Regions from separate parts of the Mus musculus genome. Here all the other regions are linked to region 2. The links are chromatin contacts, called in public Hi-C maps. All regions are on one chromosome and are shown on one strand. Each heading gives the region's core, a stretch centred on a gene start, on an enhancer-like site or on the middle of the called end of the contact. The rest is flanking DNA. Distances are from core to core; before and after follow the strand shown.

The links. Hi-C and Micro-C count contacts between places; a contact is called where the count stands out from the background.
Region 1: a Hi-C map of uterus shows a contact between it and region 2, with 1.7 times the contacts expected there. The contact joins the enhancer-like site here to the promoter of Orc4 in region 2. A contact is called at or near these places in 9 of 39 promoter capture datasets (the 3T3-L1 cell line, 3T3-L1-derived adipocytes, the C10 cell line and 5 more), 1 of 484 Hi-C or Micro-C datasets (uterus), 3 of 115 datasets of contacts at active chromatin or transcription factors (the SCID.adh cell line, bone marrow-derived macrophages and embryonic stem cells) and 3 of 9 other capture datasets (adipose tissue, liver and pancreatic islet).
Region 3: a contact with region 2 is called in a Hi-C map of adipose-derived mesenchymal stem cells, with 2.0 times the contacts expected there. The contact joins the enhancer-like site here to the promoter of Orc4 in region 2. A contact is called at or near these places in 10 of 39 promoter capture datasets (3T3-L1-derived adipocytes, the C10 cell line, the HPC-7 cell line and 4 more), 2 of 484 Hi-C or Micro-C datasets (ECoMG myeloid progenitors and adipose-derived mesenchymal stem cells), 2 of 115 datasets of contacts at active chromatin or transcription factors (forebrain and neural progenitor cells) and 3 of 9 other capture datasets (adipose tissue, liver and pancreatic islet).

What each region holds. Positions count from the first base shown.
Region 1 is chr2:49,141,026-49,143,853 of GRCm38.p6, forward strand. All of the region lies in intron 5 of Mbd5 (methyl-CpG binding domain protein 5), which reads left to right. Among named protein-coding and RNA genes, the nearest start is that of Mbd5, 190 kb to the left of the region's middle. Within about 2 kb of position 1,361, at least 4 of the 459 cell types and tissues checked have an H3K27ac peak or open chromatin away from gene starts, as enhancers often do. A contact at or near this core is called in uterus, where this site is marked.
Region 2 is chr2:48,947,935-48,950,719 of GRCm38.p6, forward strand. Orc4 (origin recognition complex, subunit 4) reads right to left here and starts at 1,333. Exons shown (of 14, transcript NM_011958.4): 1 at 1,183-1,333. It overlaps Mbd5 (methyl-CpG binding domain protein 5), which reads left to right and starts at 1,574. Exons shown (of 17, transcript NM_029924.2): 1 at 1,574-1,615.
Region 3 is chr2:49,202,570-49,205,618 of GRCm38.p6, forward strand. The region is part of intron 6 of Mbd5 (methyl-CpG binding domain protein 5); the gene reads left to right. Among named protein-coding and RNA genes, the nearest start is that of Gm25215, 190 kb to the right of the region's middle. Within about 2 kb of position 1,717, at least 4 of the 459 cell types and tissues checked have an H3K27ac peak or open chromatin away from gene starts, as enhancers often do. A contact at or near this core is called in adipose-derived mesenchymal stem cells, where this site is marked.

The DNA of each region.
Region 1 (2,828 bases), core at 111-2,610, 190 kb after region 2:
GGCTGAAAGCTTCTAGCCTCCATATGACCTAATCTTCCAAGATGACTGATTCAGTCCAGTTTTCCTCGACTTCTGAACAACTTGTTCTACTTGGCCTCATATTAATTTTAGCAATATATTCTAATCTTCTGGCTCTTTCTCATTCTCTGGTTCATTCTGTCTTCACCTATATCTAGCTTGTTCTCTCTTCAACCTGTCTCTGTCAAATTTCCCTGGTAAAACCGTCATACACAGTACCTACACCACACCATACCACTCCACTCCACATCATACCACACCATACCCTTTTTCTCTCTGCTTGCTCTTAAGTAGTCTCTCTCTCTCTCTCTCTCTCTCTCTCTCTCTCTCTCTCTCTTTCTCTCTCTCTCTCTCTCTCTGCTGTTCTCATGTGAATTGGGTATATCATATCTGACTCATTCTGTCAAATCTTTCTCTGATTCATCATTTTGTCTGCCCCTTAATTAGACTTTACTTTCAAACATGGCTGTTTCCTTGTACAAACTCACTTATCTTCAATGTTATGGATTAAAGGAGAATGCTAAAGGCATGCCTGTGTTCCAGCCAGATCATACTGTAAACCGGGGCATGTCTTCATTTTGGCAGGATCTTATCTTTAGATGTGATACCTTGTCAGAGCAACAATGTAGAATTTTTGTCTCCCTCTAAGGTTTTCTTTTTCAATTGGTGAATGTTTATTTCTAATAATTTTGCTGTGATTCTCTATATAACTGTTCTCATCTTTTTCGTTGGTTTGTTATACAATTTCTTGTTACTTTACATAGGTGCTCTTTCTTCCCTCTTTATGAATCTAAGAGTTTATTTTGAGATAATTTCTGAGCCAGGTAGTAGTGGTGCGTTCCTTTAATCCCAGCACACAAGAGCAGGCAAATCTCTTGAGTTCAAGGCCACCCTGGTCTACATAGTGAGTTCCAGGACATCAGGACTACATAAAGAAACCCTGTTTCAAAAAAAAAATTAAATTAACAATAATAATAATAATTTTTTCTGTTTTGCTCTATGAGCATATCCATCGTTTTTCATTTCCCATTCTCTTCATCTACAGATCCCTCTGCTGTGCTGTTTTACTCTCTTAGCTTCAGTTTTCCTCAGATGCTTTAACTTTGTAATTACAGGTTTGTTCTGGTTCTATACGTTTCCTTACTATGTCACTGAGTCAGTGGATTGATTGGCCTGGATTTTAGGACCTCGGCTTTTTGTATAAAGGTTAATTAGCTCCAAAGGATTCTTTCTCAGTCTATTTCACAGTTTAGGAATTCACATCTCATTGCAATTTCATGTTCTAAGAGACTGGCTCACTCTTATTATTTATGATCTGTGACGTGCCAGTTTCTATTTTTAGTGCAGCTTTGTTTTTAAACAGCCTTCCTGAGTGTAGGCTACCCTTAGAACTTGCCAAACTCATAGTCATCCTATTCCAAACTCCCAAATTCTAGCATTTTAGTAGTAGGCCTCCATGCCTAGCCAGCTATTTTTTTTTTAATGTTTTTCGAAATCTCTTATACTTTGTAATTTGTATTTTATTGGTGATCACTGAGTATCTGATTCACAGAAGTGTCTTAAATGTGCATTTACAGTAGCATCCATGTAGTTTCCACACTAAGATTTGGAAATTACAGTTTCAATCTTTGTCAAGCCTGTCATGTATGACATATATACAGGTCAGACTGCTGCCCAGGTATGGTGATCACAATAAAAACATGCCTAGCAATTCATATTCTGGAACCTGACTTATGGACTCAAATTGAATAGATTTAAATTTTGATGGCGATATTATTTTATAAGATTCAACTTTTCAGAGTCTTTATTTCCTCATTTGTTTTTTAAAAAGTATATCTAACTCATGAAAATTCTTAAAAGACTAATGTAGTAATAGATAAAGCATCAGCATATATTATAACTCAGGGTGAACTTTTTAAACAATACTGTTGTATGTGTTTGTGTATGTGCATGCGTGCATATGCGTGTGTGTTATTGAGGTTATTAACTGTGTGCATATAAATTATCTTCTAAGGCGATTTTTACTACTAAATATTCTTTTTATTATAAACTGACTGTTAATACTTAGTCGCTGCCCTTGCCTTGCTCTGCACCTTCCCTCCTGATGTGGAGCTGTTATCTGCTAAGGAGAGGTAAACCACTTCTCTTTGGATATGGCTAGTGGTTGGGCCCAGACTCTGTGGATGGCCCCATTTCATGTGTTCATATGGACTCAGTGATTCTTTGTTGTTGTTGTTTTGTTTTGTTTTGTTTTGTTTTGTTTTGTTTTAAGATATGACCTGAAGTTGGGAGGGAGACGCATTGGAGAATTTTGGGAGGGAGCTAGAGAAAGGTAACGAGTAGGATATTTGATTTTATACACTCATTTGCACATGTGTGATATTTTCAGTGAATAAAAAAGGCTTAGCTATTCTCAGGACTGGGGTTTACTCAGATTAGGTATGGTGTCTGCTACACCAGAATAAGGACCTGAGGTTGCACTGGCATTTATCTGTTAGGCCAGGCTTAGGGTCTCAGTCTGAGGAGACTACAGTTCAATATGTGGAGCTCTCTGTCCATCCAGACTTGGCTAATCAGCAATTTCCAGGTCTTAAAACCCTGCCTCCAAAACAACCAAGTATAGCTTTCAGTAATGGCATTCAAGGTTGACTGTGGGGTCACAGACATGTACACATGTGCAAACACACACATACAGACTTCCCCAGCCTTACCAGTACTCTTTAGCTATCTCTTTTCTGAGCCTGGTGCTGAGCCTGGTGCAGATTTATGTCAGGTAAACTGTGCCATAGTAGAAAATTATTTGGATCTAG
Region 2 (2,785 bases), core at 83-2,582:
GGAAGCAATTAGTGGGCCTGTTCCTGCCAGCTGCTACCCATGTTTTGGTTCTTGATTCATAGTGGTTACAGGTTATGTATGCTACAGTCGTTCTCTACATCTGTGTTTTGTGCAGTTTCCCACACACTTAGGCCATTACACAAAACAGGATTTAAAAGTTTTACCTAGGTCATAATAGTTTTCTATAAGAAGATTGAGACTTGGTTTTCTAATAAAAATTTTAGGGCACTGGAGTTTTGTTTTGAACCCATCTGACATAATTACCTCCCTAGGACGAAGGAAAAAAAAAAAAAAGCACCGTGCAATGGATACATTAAATAGCGTACTGTATAGACTTGCACCAAGAACAATTCGGGAAAATGTGTAACTTTTAACAGACTGAATCCTACTGAGCAGAACTAAAATAGTTAAGACTAAGTAAGAGTAAGTGCGAAGATCTCCGATTTTGAATTTTTTTTAATGTAACTTGGATTATTAAAGACGAGGTAATAGTCCTCCGATGTATCTTGACAAAAACCAGCTAAAAGACTAACGAAGAAAGTTAAAATGAAAAAGAAGCCGTTATTTCACTATAAAAAAAAGAAACACCCAGACAAAAAGCTTTCTCTTTAGCTCCACAAGAAAAGAATATTTCAAGGCTTTTCTTTTTTAGTGACAAAACTCTGTATGAAAGACCAAACAATCCCAAGCATCCTCAAACGGGCAGTCTTTTGTGTTTGCAGCATTAAGGCAGAGAGCATGCAGGGAGCCCTCACTCAGACCTTTCCTGCCCGTTCCTTGCCTACATGCCTACAGCTTCTCCAAAATCCCAAAGAAAACAGAAAAGTCAGGAAGGCAGGATGTGTATGAGCAAGGCTACCGCAGAAGCTGATCAAAAGGCACACATCTGGTTAGGTTTTTCCAAATATGTCGCACGCTCTAAAGCAGGTAGTGCTTCTCTCTCTGCAGAGAACCTGACCTCTCAACACTGCCCAATCATGTTCCTCACCCAAAAGCCTTCTGTAGCCCGTCTCTGCTGAGCTCTGTGCCCGCTTCGTCCACAGCAGCTCCCGGAAGCCGAGAGCCAGGGGCAGGCCTCCTGCTTTAGGCCTACCCGGCCTGCACGAGCCTCCCACTCCCCTCAGATTGTCCACCCGCCCGTAGCCACTGCGGCCCTCACCTTGCCTACGAGACCGGCCTTACCTCTCCCAGTCAAGCCTGCCTAAATCGGGCAAAGCCGGCCGCCGCCGACGGTGAGGACCGAAGGATGTTCACCACCTTCTCAGTCCCGCTGCTCCTACTGCAGCCCACCGCGCACAGCAACTCCCAGCATGCACGGCGACCGGCCGGCTTTGGCGGCCCCGCCCCCGCTCCGCCCCACCACGTGACCTGCTTTCAGGTCGGTCCCCGCCTACTTCCGTCCCTCCGCTCTCCCAGAGGAGGGAGGAGGCAGCTGGGGCTGCTCTAGAGTAGCAACTTCCTCCCTCTTCCCGCCCCCGCCCGGCTACCCCCTGCTTACAATGGCTTCCGGGTCGCCAGCGCCTTGGAGCCTTCTGGGAAAACCATCTCATTTCCTCCCCTCCCCCTCCTCCTTGCCTTCCACCAACCAGCCTCCCGTCAGAACGGGACATGCGCAGTGAGTGCCTCCCGTCTCGTCTCCCCGAGCCCCCCCTCCCCCCCAAGCAGAGAGACCCCAGCAGCAGCAGCAGCTGATGATGAAGAGAGAGGCAGTGGCAGAGGGGGGGCACCTTTTATTTCTATTTTTAAAGGGACAGGACACTAATTTTACCCCACTTCAACCTTGAATTGAGGGGGGTGGGGGGAAGGCGGCCGAGTTCCTCCCCCACCCTCCAGCTCTGAGCCCCGAGTGGGGGAATTGAGCCTGAGAGAGGAGAGGAGTTTCTTCTTCTTAGAAAAACCCCCATCCACGACTCCTACCCGCTCAGCCCTCCACACGCCTGCTTCCAGAGCCCCCTCCACCCTCCTTCTCTGTGGCCGGGAGAGAAGGAGAGAAAGAGACCAAAAGCCTCTTAGCAACACAGACCCTTGGCTGCTGCTGCTGCTACTGCTGCTGCTGCTGCTGCTGTTGCTGTTGCTGCTGCTTGGCCCTGGCTGAAGACATCTCCCTACACCGGGAGCAGCCACTTCCCCAGCTCTCCTCCTCCTCCTTCGCCTCCTCCTCCTCCACTCCCCCCCTTTATTACCCTTTGTGTCATCCTCCACAGCTCCAGGGAAGGCACTCAAAAGTGGGGGGCAGGAAAGGTAAGTGTGTCTGTGGGGGCTCCATTGCCTTCCTCTGGCTCTGACTTTCACTCCGGGGCAGCAGTAGCACCAAACCTCATACGCAGTGGAGCTCCGGGGTGAGGAGGGGGTGGTGCTGGGGGGGGGGGGAGTGAAGGAGGGGCGGGAGTGAGGAGGGGTGTGTGAGGTGGGGTGTCCACCCTGTCAGGGAAGGAAGGACACTTTTATTTTTATTTGCTGTTGTCAAAAGTGCTTTCTCCAGCTAACATCTGATTGTGTCTTGCTTCACTGGGGGAGAATACAAAAACAACCCCCTCCTTCCTCCAATGAGGCGCCAGGGAAAGAGACAGAAAAGAGGCATACTTTCTGGATGTCACTTAAAAAATTACGTTTGGAGAGATTTTTTTTTCCTCTTTCCTCAGGAAAAGCTGCCTGCATTTGTTTCTGAGTGGGAAAATGTCGGGATCTGAATTGTGTTGGAACTGCTTTAACCAGTTGTAGACCTGAGTGTTTCTCTCTCTTTGCTTGTCTGTGGCTTGGATATTGACTTTAGTGTTGAAAGACT
Region 3 (3,049 bases), core at 467-2,966, 260 kb after region 2:
TACAGAGACAAAGTTTGGAGCTATGACGAAAGGATGGACCATCTAGAGGCAGCCATATCCCAGGGTCCACCCATAATCAGCTTCCAAACGCTGACACCATTGCATACACTAGCAAGATTTTGCTGAAAGGATATAGCTGTATTTTGTGAGACTATGCCGGGGCCTAGCAAACACAGAAGTGGATGCTCACAGTCAGCTATTGGATGGATCACAGGGCCCTCAATGGAGGAGCTAGAGAAAGTACCCAAGGAGCTAAAGGGGTCTGCAACCCATAGGTGGAACAACATTATGAACTAACCAGTACCCCAAAGCTCTTGACTCTAGCTGCATATGTATCAAAAGATGGCCTAGTTGGCCATCACTGCAAAGAGAGGCCCATTGGACTTGCAAACTTTATATGCCCCAGTACAGGGGAACGCCAGGGCCAAAAAGTGGGAGTAGGTGGGTAGGAGTGGGGGGGAGGGTATGGGGGACTTTTGGGATAGCATTGGAAATGTAAATGAGGAAAATACCTAATAAAAAATATTAAAAAAAGATATATATGACTTAAAATTGACATGGCAGTTTCAGTATCTGCAGAATAAGTCAAAGCAATACACTTTTACTTTAAGAAATAATAGTTTATCTAGGTAAAACTGTTTGATATGTTAATCTTGAGCTATTATAAGCAAAGATAGAATAATAGAAAAATCGGTTTAGTGGTATTTTGAGTTTCTAATAAATTTCAAAGCTGACCTGAATAATATTGGTACTTGGTGCATTAACCTCCAGAATTACTACCCTGTTTCAAAAGCTAAGAAACACATCTTTGCTAAATTGAAGAACGACTTCTCATTTTCTTGTTTCAGGCATTTTTTTACTTCATAAGATGTTACTGCCTTGTGATTACGAAGGCATGGTTCAATTATTTTTTTTCTTAAGGAGAATAAATAATTCCATTTTATCACAGTGGTTTCAGTTTTTATGGTATATTAGGAAAAGTTCTTCAGCAGTTTTAAATAGCCCTTTTCTCCCTTACCATAACTACTCAAACTTTTCTTCCCTTAATAAGAAAAATGTTCTAGTCTGTCTTAAAGTAAAAATAATAATTCTGGCAAGCGAACTTTTTAAAATTATTTGCTTATCTAGCTTTTTCTTAATGTCTCTTTCTAATGTCCATATTTTTATTGAAGTATACAGATATAATGAAATATAGTTTAAATGTGTTTTAACAATATATAGCAAGAAATATTTTTTAAAAAAATATGATTAGGTTATTAAAATGTTTGACTTTTCATGGACTCAATTGGAAAACAATAGTTTTTTTATGTGTAGATGAACCCTCCTATTGTTAGTATTGGTGGGGTTTACATTGTAAATGCTGTTGTATCAAGTGAAAGGAATTAGGACAAACTGAGGAATGTCCTAGAAAAAATGTAATTAAATAATTGAGGTGAGTAGTTGTTATTTTTCCTCACTAACATTAAAAGAGGTAGTCACTGGGAGGAATGGTCTCGTGCACCTTGGCTAAAGTTTATCCAGTTACTTCATAAACTGTCATTTTATTATAAAATACTAATACTTTTTAAATATTTTTTAAAAACACAGATGTAAAATAGAAAATTATTATCAGGATGTCTGTTTCCAGCAGTATGTCAGATTGTTTTACCCTGAATGACTGTCCTAATACAACAACCAAATACCACATGAAACAATGAATCATTCATGTGGGAGTAAATGCCTGGAATCTCAGCCACTCACGATGCTGAGACAGGAGGACTGTGAGTCAGAGACTACCCTTGGTTGTATTAGTTAATTTTTTCATTGATATGATCAAAAAAAAAAAAAGAAAGAAAGAAAGAAACTTGGTGAAGGAAGGAAGGAAGGGGCAGCTGGAGACATCTGGTCTACTGCACTCAAGAAGAGAGGTGAGTGCTAGTGTTCAGCTCACTCTCTCCTTTTTATTCAGTCCAGGATCCAAGCCCAGGGCCTGGCACCATCTTTCTCCAGAGGGATTTTTCTAGTCTCAATTAATGCAATATAGAAAATCAGAGACATACCTAAAGTTTGTCTTCTAGATCCTGTCATGTTGACAATCAATATTTGTCTCTTTTGCCCTTTGGCGAACATGTTTAACCCTTTTCTTTTCAGACCTAAGTATTCCTTCCTGTATTCTCTGTAGAGCTGGCCTATTGTTCCAGATCTCTTAAATATAATTTTATCATAGAAAGTTGTCCTGTCTCCCTTAACTGCAGCTGATAGTTTTGCTGAAGATGAAGTTTGCAGTAGTCGAAGTTGGTATATCTGGTATTTCATGACTTAGAGAACAACAGTCCATTCCGGCTCTTGTGGTCTCCATTAGAAACTATGGTGTTACTGTGATGGGCCTGCTTTTGTGTTTTCCCCTCTTGCCATCTTCAGTGTCCTTTCTGTCTTCTGTGTTCTGTTATATACCTGTTATGCTGTAATTGTTGCAATGCTGAGGGCCAAAGCTTCCCCGGTACAGATGTTGAACTGTGAAGGGGAAAGGTTCCCCATGGAAATGTTACATCTGAAGGGAACGGTGTCGGGAGCCAAGGACTCCCACATAACAAATCTCACACAAGAGATTACTTGGGAAAGTTACAAGAGGGTAGCTTCCTCTGCTCCAGGAAGAAGCTGCAAAGAGCTGAGCAGGAGACAGGCTGTTTGTTGGGTTTCTTTATTTTGTTTGTTTAAATCTAACTTGGAAAGACTTGTGTATTTGTAGATTTTTATGGATTAATCTCCTACGGGGTGGCCAAGGTAAGAGCGATTAGAGATATTTATTTGCTTGAGTTTTGTTTTGTTTTGTTTATAGGTCCTAACTTTATAAATCTTGTTTTCTTTTATTAGATATTTTCTTTATTTACATTTCAAATGTTATCCCCTTTCCTAGTTTCCCCTCCGAAAACCCCATATTCCCTCCCCCTATTCCCCAACCCACCCACTCCTATTCCTGTTCCTGGCATTCCCCTATACGGTGGCATAGAACCTTCACAATGGAAGGGTCTCTCCTTCCATTGATGGCCGACTAGGCCATCCTCTGCTA